Linked DNA regions of Mus musculus: region 2 is linked to region 1. The links are chromatin contacts, called in public HiChIP or PLAC-seq maps. All regions are on one chromosome and are shown on one strand. Each heading gives the region's core, a stretch centred on a gene start, on an enhancer-like site or on the middle of the called end of the contact. The rest is flanking DNA. Distances are from core to core; before and after follow the strand shown. Region 1 holds the start of Zfp512 (zinc finger protein 512). Region 2 has its middle 23 kb from the start of Gm36783.

Evidence for each region. HiChIP or PLAC-seq counts read pairs in DNA pulled down with a chosen protein or histone mark.
Region 2: an H3K27ac HiChIP or PLAC-seq map of the NIH/3T3 cell line shows a contact between it and region 1, with 5 times the contacts expected there. The contact joins the enhancer-like site here to the promoter of Zfp512 in region 1. A contact is called at or near these places in 1 of 115 datasets of contacts at active chromatin or transcription factors (the NIH/3T3 cell line) and 2 of 9 other capture datasets (liver and macrophages).

Annotation. Positions count from the first base shown.
Region 1 is chr5:31,450,483-31,455,653 of GRCm38.p6, reverse strand. It overlaps Zfp512 (zinc finger protein 512), which reads right to left and starts at 3,218. Exons shown (of 14, transcript NM_172993.3): 1 at 3,077-3,218; 2 at 2,441-2,499. The coding sequence starts at 3,106.
Region 2 is chr5:32,206,997-32,212,245 of GRCm38.p6, reverse strand. No RefSeq gene overlaps it. Among named protein-coding and RNA genes, the nearest start is that of Gm36783, 23 kb to the left of the region's middle. Within about 2 kb of position 2,470, at least 12 of the 459 cell types and tissues checked have an H3K27ac peak or open chromatin away from gene starts, as enhancers often do. A contact at or near this core is called in the NIH/3T3 cell line, where this site is marked.

The sequences.
Region 1 (5,171 bases), core at 1,969-4,468:
TGAGAGAAGGTTTAGAACCTTCCCATATGCCCCATAGCCCATTCTTCTAAGTTCAAATATGTAGACTTAATTATTTAAGAAGAAGCCTTCTGGTTGGTCTCAGCATCTTTTGGAGTCTTTTTACAGAATAATACACTCCATGCTTTCCCTCTCTTTTTAAGTCTCACTTTAAATCATCAGCTCTCAAACTTTGCAGTCTCCTTGGAAGATAATTAAGAATAAGTATTTCTGGCACTGGAGGCAAGGCTCAGTGCGTAAGAGCACTTGCTCCTGCAGAGGACCTGATTCTATTCCCAGCACTCACAGGGAGCTTCACAGTCACCCATCACTCCAGTTCCAGGAGACCTGATGGCCTCTTCGGAGCTCCATGGGTCTGTGGTGCACAGACATCCATGTGAGAACATCACAAACACTAAATAAATCCAAAGAGTTTTGAGTGAGTTCTCCCAATGACTCCAATTCTGATTAAGAGACGGACCCATTTGCCTTCATTCTGCTTAACAATTTTCTTTCCATAATTCCTAGAAAAGCTGATGAATGCACTCATCTTGTGGAGAAAAAAAAATATGTTCCCAATTACTTTTCACAGAAGGTAATTCTTAATTCTGTATTTAAGATCAGTTCTTCATTTAAGCGCAAACCCATTCATTTTGTTGGTAATGTTAGGTCTCGGTTCAGAAATTCCCAGTTTTTATTCGGTTTATGAATCCAAAATCCAACTGTTGCCAAAGACAGAAACCTGTCAACACACTGTTTCCACCTCCCCCTCTGAACTCTCACCTCCTCTCATCGCCTGCATCTATAATATAGTTACAATCACACGCTATGTTTCGCATACAGTTACGATCATAGGCCACATTTCACTTTCTTCCTTAGATTTGAGCAAAACAGTCTTGGTACCAGTTTTCACACTTCTTTCAATCCATCTCTTCAAAGGTGACCTTTCCCTTCCAGGATAATTACAATTGCAACACCTTAGCATGCCCTAAAGGACCTGGCTCCTGCTACCCTTTTTTTTTTTTTTTTGTATTTTTTTCTTTTTCTTTTCAGATTTATTTACTATATGTAAGTACACTGTAGCTGTCTTCAGACACTCCAGAAGAGGAGGTCAGATCTCATTACGGATGGTTGTGAGCCACCATGTGGTTGCAGGGATTTGAACTCAAGACCTCTGGAAGAGCAGTCAGTGCTCTTAACCGCTGAGCCATCTCTCCAGCCCCCTGCTACCTCCTCTTAATGACGCCCTGCGATATCCTCCACGCGCTATCATCCTCCATGCCAGTGTCACACAGCTAGGTATTATAAACTTCTATCAGTTCAAACACTGACTTCATGGGACAGGAGGGTGGGACTGCTCAGTCTCTAACTGAATTATTCTTCGACCTTCAAGCCTCTGTCTTTGCGTGGACTATTCTGGTAATACTGAAATCATCCCTTTGCTTCCCAAAAGTGGCATTAAATTCCACTATAGGAATATTTACTAGCAGTTGCACAAATTAAAAGCGTAGCACATGCCTGTGATCCCGGTACTGGGAAGGCTGAGGGCAGAAACTGCAAAAGTTAAAGTCCACCCTGGCCGACACAGTAAGCTCCTGGTCAGCCTGGGCTACATAGTGAAACCCCATCTCAAACAAAAATACAAGTGTGTGGTGGCCCAGGCCTGTGATCCCAGCACTCAGGAGACAGATGCCTGAGGACTACAAGTTACAGGCCAAGCCAAGTGTCACAGGGAATTTCCAGATAGTGAGCCCCTACCACAAAAAAACAGTTTTTTCCTATTATACTGTATTGTATTGCCGTGATTACCCAATTCATCTGTTGAACAGACAGCTCTGTTGTCATGCCTGGGTGCCCAACCTACTACACAGCTTGTTCAGAGCAGACATCCCGTAAGTGTTATCTAAGTGAATGAACTCACCCCGGAGGTCCAAGTTAATAAAATCTTTCTTTTGTGTTAGCCATGGCAAAACTTAGCACATTCATTACACAAAACAATAAATCAGGGCTGCAACCAAGTAGCTTAGAAATGTAAAGATTGCTTATAGCTGTTTTTATTTCCCTCCCCAGTCCATCAAATTAATTATGAGCACATATTTGATATGGGGGGCAGAGGCCACGCAGGAATACCACTAACTGAAACACACACTCCATTTTTATTAGACTGCATCTTTATTGCAAGCCAGGTTTTCTTTCCCCCACACTAGGATTTTATCTGCACTGTCCAATCCCGTAGCTACTACCTACAGATGGTTATTGAAGTTTTAGTCCATTAAAATGAAATAGAATTTGTAATTCGGTTCTTCAATTGTACTAGCCACATCTCAAGTGCCCCAAAGCCATACCTGTCTGGTGGCTATGATGCTCCACAGTGCAGACACAGAACATCTTTAGCAGCACTGTCTACACCATTACAAAAATGTCCTCAGAAAACCTCACTTACTTCTTAGCTCCCACGATCCTGGTGCTCCTCTGCTGCTTAAGGGATGTGGGTCCCGGGGTCTAGCAAATCACAAGCACAGGAGTGAGTGCTAGGGACCTTTGAAGCTCATCCGCAAAGAGATGAATCCCCCTTGTGCCTAGATGTGAAGCTGTCCCGAGCAACTACTTCAAATGGACTGAAGGAGACACTTTTTAGGAAACCTGTGCCATTCTATTTATTCACAATGTAAAGACGGGTTGACAATACCAGAGTTTTCATCTTTGTCCATTCTCAAAACCCTATCCTAGATAGAGGCTTGAAAAGAAAAGACGAGGAAAAAAAAAATATATATATGATATATACATATGTATCATATATATATTAAAAGAAACGGGAGGCACTGGGGATGCTGAAGGAATATAAATAATTACAATGTGTCGAGGAACTCAGTCCAAGGATACGAGGACTAAGCAATAAAAATAAAAATGGGAAGAAAAAAGGCGGTAAGTGGATCTGATATAAAAGGGTGGGGCCTAGGATTGGCTCCGGAAAAAAAAAAAAAAAACAACTCTGAGTACAAAACAAAAGCAAAGGACCGCGTGTTCTCAGCTCGACAGTTCTATTTCTAAAGTATAATGGTCACACCAAGAAACTCACGGCGGTGACTGCACCGAGTCTGGAAGACATCACTCCCCCTCCACGCCTAACAATTTCACCCAAGGGCTCCGGACAGACCAACGCCACTTCCGCTCTCCTCGCCTCTCCCGGATGTGGTCTCAGCGGCGACTAACCCTGTTCTGAACACCTACTTCCGCCTAGCTGCTTCCGAGGGGGCTGCGGCGGGAAAGGAGTCACGTGATAACTCTTCTTCGGCTTCCATTGAGACCCCGCCCCCATAGCAACAAGGGAGTAGGCAGGCCTTTGGGGCGTGAAGGTTGGAGCAAATGGGAGGAGTCTGAATATTTAAGGGGTCCTCCCGAACTAGCGTTTGCACACCTACTCCCACCCATCCCACAAGTGGTTTTACAGATGCAAACGAAATTCAAATCGCCCCTTTATTGATCTTAAATTAAAGACCCATTCTCTTCTCCTTCCCTCCCAGATATCTCTTTCTTTGCTCAGGTGAGGGACAGAACTCTCCTTATCCACTAACTTCTGGCCTCCAAACTTGTCTAGCTTTTGGATTTTTTTTTTTTTTTTTTTTTTTGGTGCGGTCCCTGAAAGACATGAACACTTTAGCCAAGTTACATCTGGATCTCTCCAGCGGATGAGTCTGGAACAATGCCTGTTCTTAGAAGAAGTGGGCTTGATCCAGAACTATGTCCTTTCCAACCAGAGGGAACGGAAAAGGATCTTTCAGAGAAATTACCATGGCTCCTTTCTGAATGACTGCCCAGTGACGTCCACGAGAGACTGAGATGGCTCGTTTTTGAGGGACTGAGGCATCTCAGAGAATAGAGAGTCTGCTGACTCCTCCCTGAAAGACTGTGTAGACTCTTCTTCACAGAAGGAATGTGCCCTCTTCTCTCTAGAAGTCTACAAGGGCTTCTCCCTGAGGGACTGTGAAGGTTCCTTCCTGAGGGACTACAAGGGCTCCACCTCAAGTGACTTCTAGGGCTCTTCCCTGAAGGACTTGGAAAGCTACTCCCTGAGGGATTTTGAGGACTTCTCCTTGAGGAACTGTGGCCTCTCCCCTTAAAGAGACTGTTATGTCTTCTATCAAAGAGCTATGATAAGTTCTTACAGAGGAACTAAGACTGTTTCTCTGGGAGGGACTTTAATGACTCTGATTTCATCAAGGAAGTAAACTCAGCCCCGGTACAAGAGACAGACACATGCTCAGTGACTTCCTGGAATATGTCGCTGAACTTTGAACTAGTTTTCTTGACTCCCAATCTACTACCAGAGTATTGCTGGATTATGGAAGATGTTGAGCAGAGTGTTGACATCGTTAAAGGCATTCTTTTCTCATTACTGTGACATAAAATATGTCTCTGAATATAGTTTTTAACCACTGAAGTCTGAGAAACAGTCCTTGAAACCCTTTCTAGCAGGCTTTGAGAAAATACCATTAGTTCAGCTGGAACCCCAAAAATTAAGAATAGATTGGTAGATGTCCATAGTGGAGCCTTCTGTTACAAATGACTGAAAACAAGGCTTCCTTTCCATAGTGGTTCCCATGACATTCCCCAGCATTAGCATACTGGAGAGGTATTTCCTAGGTAGTCGCTGCCTACAGACATGACTTTCCCAGACATTCTGTTGTATGCCCAGGAAAGAACCGATAGAGCTTCTTCGAGCCCCTAATCCAGCCTGAAACTCCTCTGTTAGTAGTTTGAATGAATATGAAGAATACCTCTGGAATTCCTCCATTTGGCCCTTTTCAATTCCTTTCTTAGATAAGACATTAATATTCCAGATCTCAGGATATGGGTTTCCCTTGGTGTCTCCTGTCTTATCAGAGGGTAGATTTGGAAGGACCAAGGGACGAACTGAAGATTTTATTATAATAGTGTCTGTGTAGGACTTTGAAGACTGCAAAATTCCCAAACCAAGGTTTTCCATACCAAAAACTCTTGAAACTTCAGGCGCCACAGAACCCTGAAGGTGCCCTAATTGGGTTGTTTTATCAACGCTTGAAAGAAATGGGGCTGAAGGGCTGTGTATGAAACAAGATAAGGAGTTCTCTGCCTGTAACTGTACTGATGTGATCATCTCTGAGTCTTTACTCTGATTTGAACCCTCCATTTTC
Region 2 (5,249 bases), core at 1,221-3,720, 760 kb before region 1:
CATGGCCTCTGCATCAGCTCCTGCTTCCAGGTTCCCTCCCGTTTTGAGCTCCTGTCCTGTCTTTCTTCAGTGATGGCTATGATGTAAAAATGTAAGCCAAATAAACCCATTCCTCCCAACTTGCTTTGGGTCATGGTGTTTCATCACAGCAATGGTAACCCTAACTAGGTCAGTAATATAAGAGGTGTTTAGCTCTGACAGAAAGCAAGACTTTAAATCTCTTAGAAATGTAGGTGGGAACAGGCTAGTGATCACGTACAGACCACACAGACCAGCTTTCTGACTTATAAGTGCTCATTCGGTCAAAGCTAATAGAAGCACACTGGGGTTTTAAATAACAGGGAAGCTCCAATATCAGGTTTTCATCCGAGTGGTACTGACTGAAATGAACAAAGGATGGGGCTAGAGAGATGGGTCTGTGGCTAAGAGCACCTGCTGCCCCTGCAGAGGACCCAGGTTCAGTTCCCAGCTCCCAGTTCCAGTGGCTCAGAATCCGCACATAACTCTAGTTACAGGGGATCTAACACCTTCTCTGACCTCTGAGAGCACTTGCTTGTATATGGTGCACACACATACACACTCAGGCACACACACACACATACACACTCACACATTCACATACATATACACACTCACACACACATACACACTAAATTAAATTAATAAATACATGTTTTAAAAACTAACAAAGATGTCACTTAAAAATTTAAAAGCCCAGATGTGTATAAAGCGAATACTTATTTGGCCATTTTGTGTGTATTTAACACAAAGCTTTAACTCTGCCAACGGCCTTACACATTCCTATTCATAGACACAGAAGACAGTAAATGTACTAGAATCACTTTAAAATAATAATTGGGTATCCAGGTAGTTGGAGAAAAAAAAAGCTTTAACATAAGCACACATTGCAAGAAAGCTCAGCTCTGTTATGACTTAGTTTCTTACCTAACCAGACAGGGCCTGAAAGTCAGCAGAAAGTGTAAACAGTTATCTTAGGAAACATGAAATCGTATCCTCCGTGGTAATTATGCTTGCAATGCTTGCAACACAGAGAATCTGGCTCAGTTTTTCTTTGGTGCATTAAATCCTGACCTTAGAGAGTCTTTTGGGAATTTAAAACATCTTTTACAAAATGTTTTTGAAAATAGTGCTGACATCATGGCTTGATGCACAGGATCCCTCTCATGTCCTAATCCTCTTTAGCTGGGGCTAGAAAGTGGAGGTGGAAGATTTCAGCTTAAACAAATGTAAATGAGGGCCAGTCCTGTTGCTCCAGAAGCAATGGGAAGTGAGGGAGAGAGGGGTCCACGGGCGAGTGCACAGTGCACAAGCCTGAGGACCTGAGTCTGGAGCCCTCATATCCATGTAAAAACCTTTGCTGTGTTCCAACCACAGCATTGCCTTGTGGAGGTGTGGACTGAAGGTTTTCTGGTCTGGTTGGTCAACCAGTCTAGCAGAAACAGCCAGATCCAAATTCAGTAAGTCCTTGTCTCAAGGGAAAAAAGAAAATTAACCGATAGGAGGATAGGAGATCAGGACACAATGTCCTCCTCTGGTCTTCATGCATGTACAGATACATGTAGACATACCTACATGTGCCTACACACACACACACACACACACACACACACCGAGAGAGAGAGAGAGAGAGAGAGAGAGAGAGAGAGAGAGAGAGAGAGAGAGAGAGAGAGAGAAAACATCAAACATTAAACCCTCTATATTTTAAAGTTAGCCCTTTTAGCTAGGTGTGATTATCACACCTTTAACCCCAACACTTAAGAGGTGGAGGAGGGTGTATCTCTGTGAGTCTGAGGCCAGCCTCTGTTTATATAGAGAATTCCAGGCCAGCGAGGACTATATAGTTAGATCTTGTCTAAAAAACAAACAAAACAAAATGGCCTTTATACAATTTTACAAAAAGTACATCAGCATTCTGAGAAAGTCTAATTGCTTTTAATACATGTTTAAAACTCTCATTAAAAAGCATAACATATCTGAAAACTATAAAAAAAAATTGAATGTTGTTTCCCCATGTTGGTGTTATCTTAATTTTATAATGTATATACATAATGAGTCAGATATTAAGACTTTTGAATGTTTAATCACTTATAATAAAATGCATTGCCTAGTAGCAGTGAATTACAGTTGAGCAACTTTATCATCCCAATAAAGAATGTAGCCCATCTCAACAATGACAAAATATTTTATCTTTTTAATTTACTTAGTTTGACTAGCAGAAAATAGCTTAGAGATTTTCTAAGCATTAACAAAATGATATCTTAGTAAAGTTTCTCCTTTTTAAATAACTTAGTGTCTGGGGGCAGGGCATCATTTGTGCCACAGCACACACGGGGGTCTTAGGACAACCAAAGGGACTGGAGATTAAATTTAGTAACCAGCATGCTAATCCACTGAGCTGTCTGCCAGCCCCATGTTCTGACAACTTAGTCACCTTTAACTGGAAGGTACTACTAGCTACCTCTCTTCTGAGTAAGACTTAATTACAAAGACTATTACATAAACAATAAGGTTACTCAGATCCTAAATGTTTCTGTTTGTAAAGATTGGAATTTCCTGTAATTCCATTATGACAAGGAAATTTGATGAGACTCTTTGATAAATATGTACACTCACTATTTTGTATGTATCAGAGACTTAGTAAAAATCTCCTGTTTGTCAATTCTATATGTGAGCATTCCTGGGGGTGGGGGTGGGGCAGGGACCCATAGCGATAAGAAATTCCCTTCAGAAGAGGATTTATAATTTACATGACTTAAGGGTATTTTAACTGATGTCACTGTGTTCTTAGCACCTCCCAAGAGTAACTTGACTCTTCAGAAAAATGAATAAAATTTAATTTCTTTATAAAATCTACTTTGGAAGAAAGTCCTTACCAAAGTCTACATAGCCAATACAAAATTCTGTAACTTAAAAAAAAAAAAAAAAAAAAAAAAAAAAAGGTAAGACTCAATGAATGCTATTTTACCTTTAAAAAAGAAAACCCACCCCTATTTTCAGTAAGGTATCTTAGACGCTTAGCATCCTTCTAAAATCTGGTGCTTTCAAAGCATTCTTAATGTTTTTATAAAGCATACTCAATAGATCCCTCAAAGACTTGTTTAGTGTGCCTGATTGTTTTGTTTCATTTTGTGTTTGTTTGTTTGTTTGTTTGTTTGTTTGTTTTAAGACAGGGTTTCTCTGTGTAGCCCTGGCTGTCCTGGGACTCTATAGACCCGGCTGACCTTGAACTCACAGAGATCCCCCTGCCTCTGCCTCCCAAGTACTGCCACCACACCTGGCTCATAATACCGTTTTAATAGGTTTTATGGAACTAACAGTACCTATATATATATATGAGGCAGTAAAGGTCTTTGAATAAATAAAACCTACTTTTAAAAACCCCTTGTTGTGAATTAATTTGTAATCTGTTAAGAAGTGTTGGGCTGCTTTATTCTCAACCTCAGCTTCCAAAACTAGCGTTTGAAAGCGCTGTGTCCTCAGTGCCAAGATCAACAGAGTGTGGGGAGCCCAGCCCAAGAGGATACATCTGCCTCCCATCCCCCTGCATCATAAGAGGGGATAGGAAGAAAGACTGCGAGAGCCAGGACACTGGGAAGTCTGCTGTGACATGCTCTCTCCTAGAAATGGCTGCGTCCACAAGACTAGAACTCTAGCGGTGTCAGTGGTCATGTTAACGCCGAAGGGGAAATAATGCTGTGGGGTCCCATCTCTGAACAGAGCTGCAGCCAACTTCAGACTGCTGAGAGAGGGGGACTGAGCCGCTCCCAGGGAGGAGCACCCAGCTTGCTTGTCCAGAGCAGTGAGCCTGGTTAGTCTTGAAGCCAGCCACATCCACAAACAACACAAAATGGACTCAGCAGATTCTATTTATATGTATTTGTGCGCACGCACACACATATATGTGAATGTATGTATCAAATACCATCAGAGAAAATAAGGCTGCCAACTTGAGAGTAGAAAACATGGGAAGGGTGGATGGGGAGTGGGAGACTGGAAGGAGAAAGGGGAGAAGTGATATAATTACCATCAATTTATCTATATCGATTAAAAAAATTAAAAGAAAGTTCTGTGCATTAACCATACAATTAAAAGTTTAAATTTAGTATTTCAATATTTACAGTTAGATCAGCTAAGAGAAAGCCCTTTATAATGTATGCGGTTTAGGAATATCTTAATTAATGTAAAGTGTTTTTAGGTTCAAGGGCTGGGGAACTAGACCCAAATAAGTGGTGACCTAGGTCCAAATTTCAAATATTTTAATTTAGTTGTGCAGATAATTATAATTTTTAGAGTGCAGTGAGTTTTCAAAAATGTTTAAAGGAACCACAATGGTTAATCTTTATGGTTATCTTTAGGAAATTTAAGGGCAAATTGAGTTTTACTTTAGGGACTCACCTTGGTGGCTAAAGCAAAAGTTAATGACAAAAGAGTGTCTGTGTCTGTGTGTGCTACTTAACGGGGAATTCCTTCTCAGAGTGTCTGCAGTGGGAAGATTTACTCTCTTACATGTCCAGGAAGCCCCAACACCAAGGGTTATGGGGTGACTCAAGGTGAGAGGTGACCTTATGATATATCCAAACAAGCTATTAGAGTTTTTCCAGCCTAGAAATGAGATATGTTCTTCTTATGTGGTTTACTTTGAAGTCAGGGCAAGCCACTTAACATCCCCTAGGGTAGGTCAGAGGGAACTTTTGTCTTGTCTCCGGAGTCCAGAGAACTTCTATGTCTTCTATGTGCATAAATGTCTAACCTCTAATGAGTCCATTGCTACAGCCTTCATGAAGTCGGGTATTCACAAGACAAGCCATAACAAACAGCTGCATTAATTCAGAGAGGACCCATTAAGGCTTACTTGCTGAAGAGTCAGCAAACAAGCACAACCAAGGTGGTGTGGACTTACTACTTTCTGTACCTACACAAATTATAGCAGGGATATCTCAAAAATTTACTCAAATTTAAATGCAAGCAGACTGTGTGTGTGTGTGTGTGTGTGTGTGTGTGTGTGTGTGTGTGTGGTGTATACTCATTTATAGGAACGTATCCAAAGGCCAGAGGAGGATACTCTGACCTGCTGTATTGCCCTCCACTATATTGCCTTGAGATAGTTCTCAGGAGCACAAGAGTACTATGCCAAACAAGATCTGTCTGAACTGTTCTGTTGCTTAATAAAACAATTCAGCTAGTAGATCTGCAAGCTGTCACAACAGCAGGCCGTTCAAATGTACCTT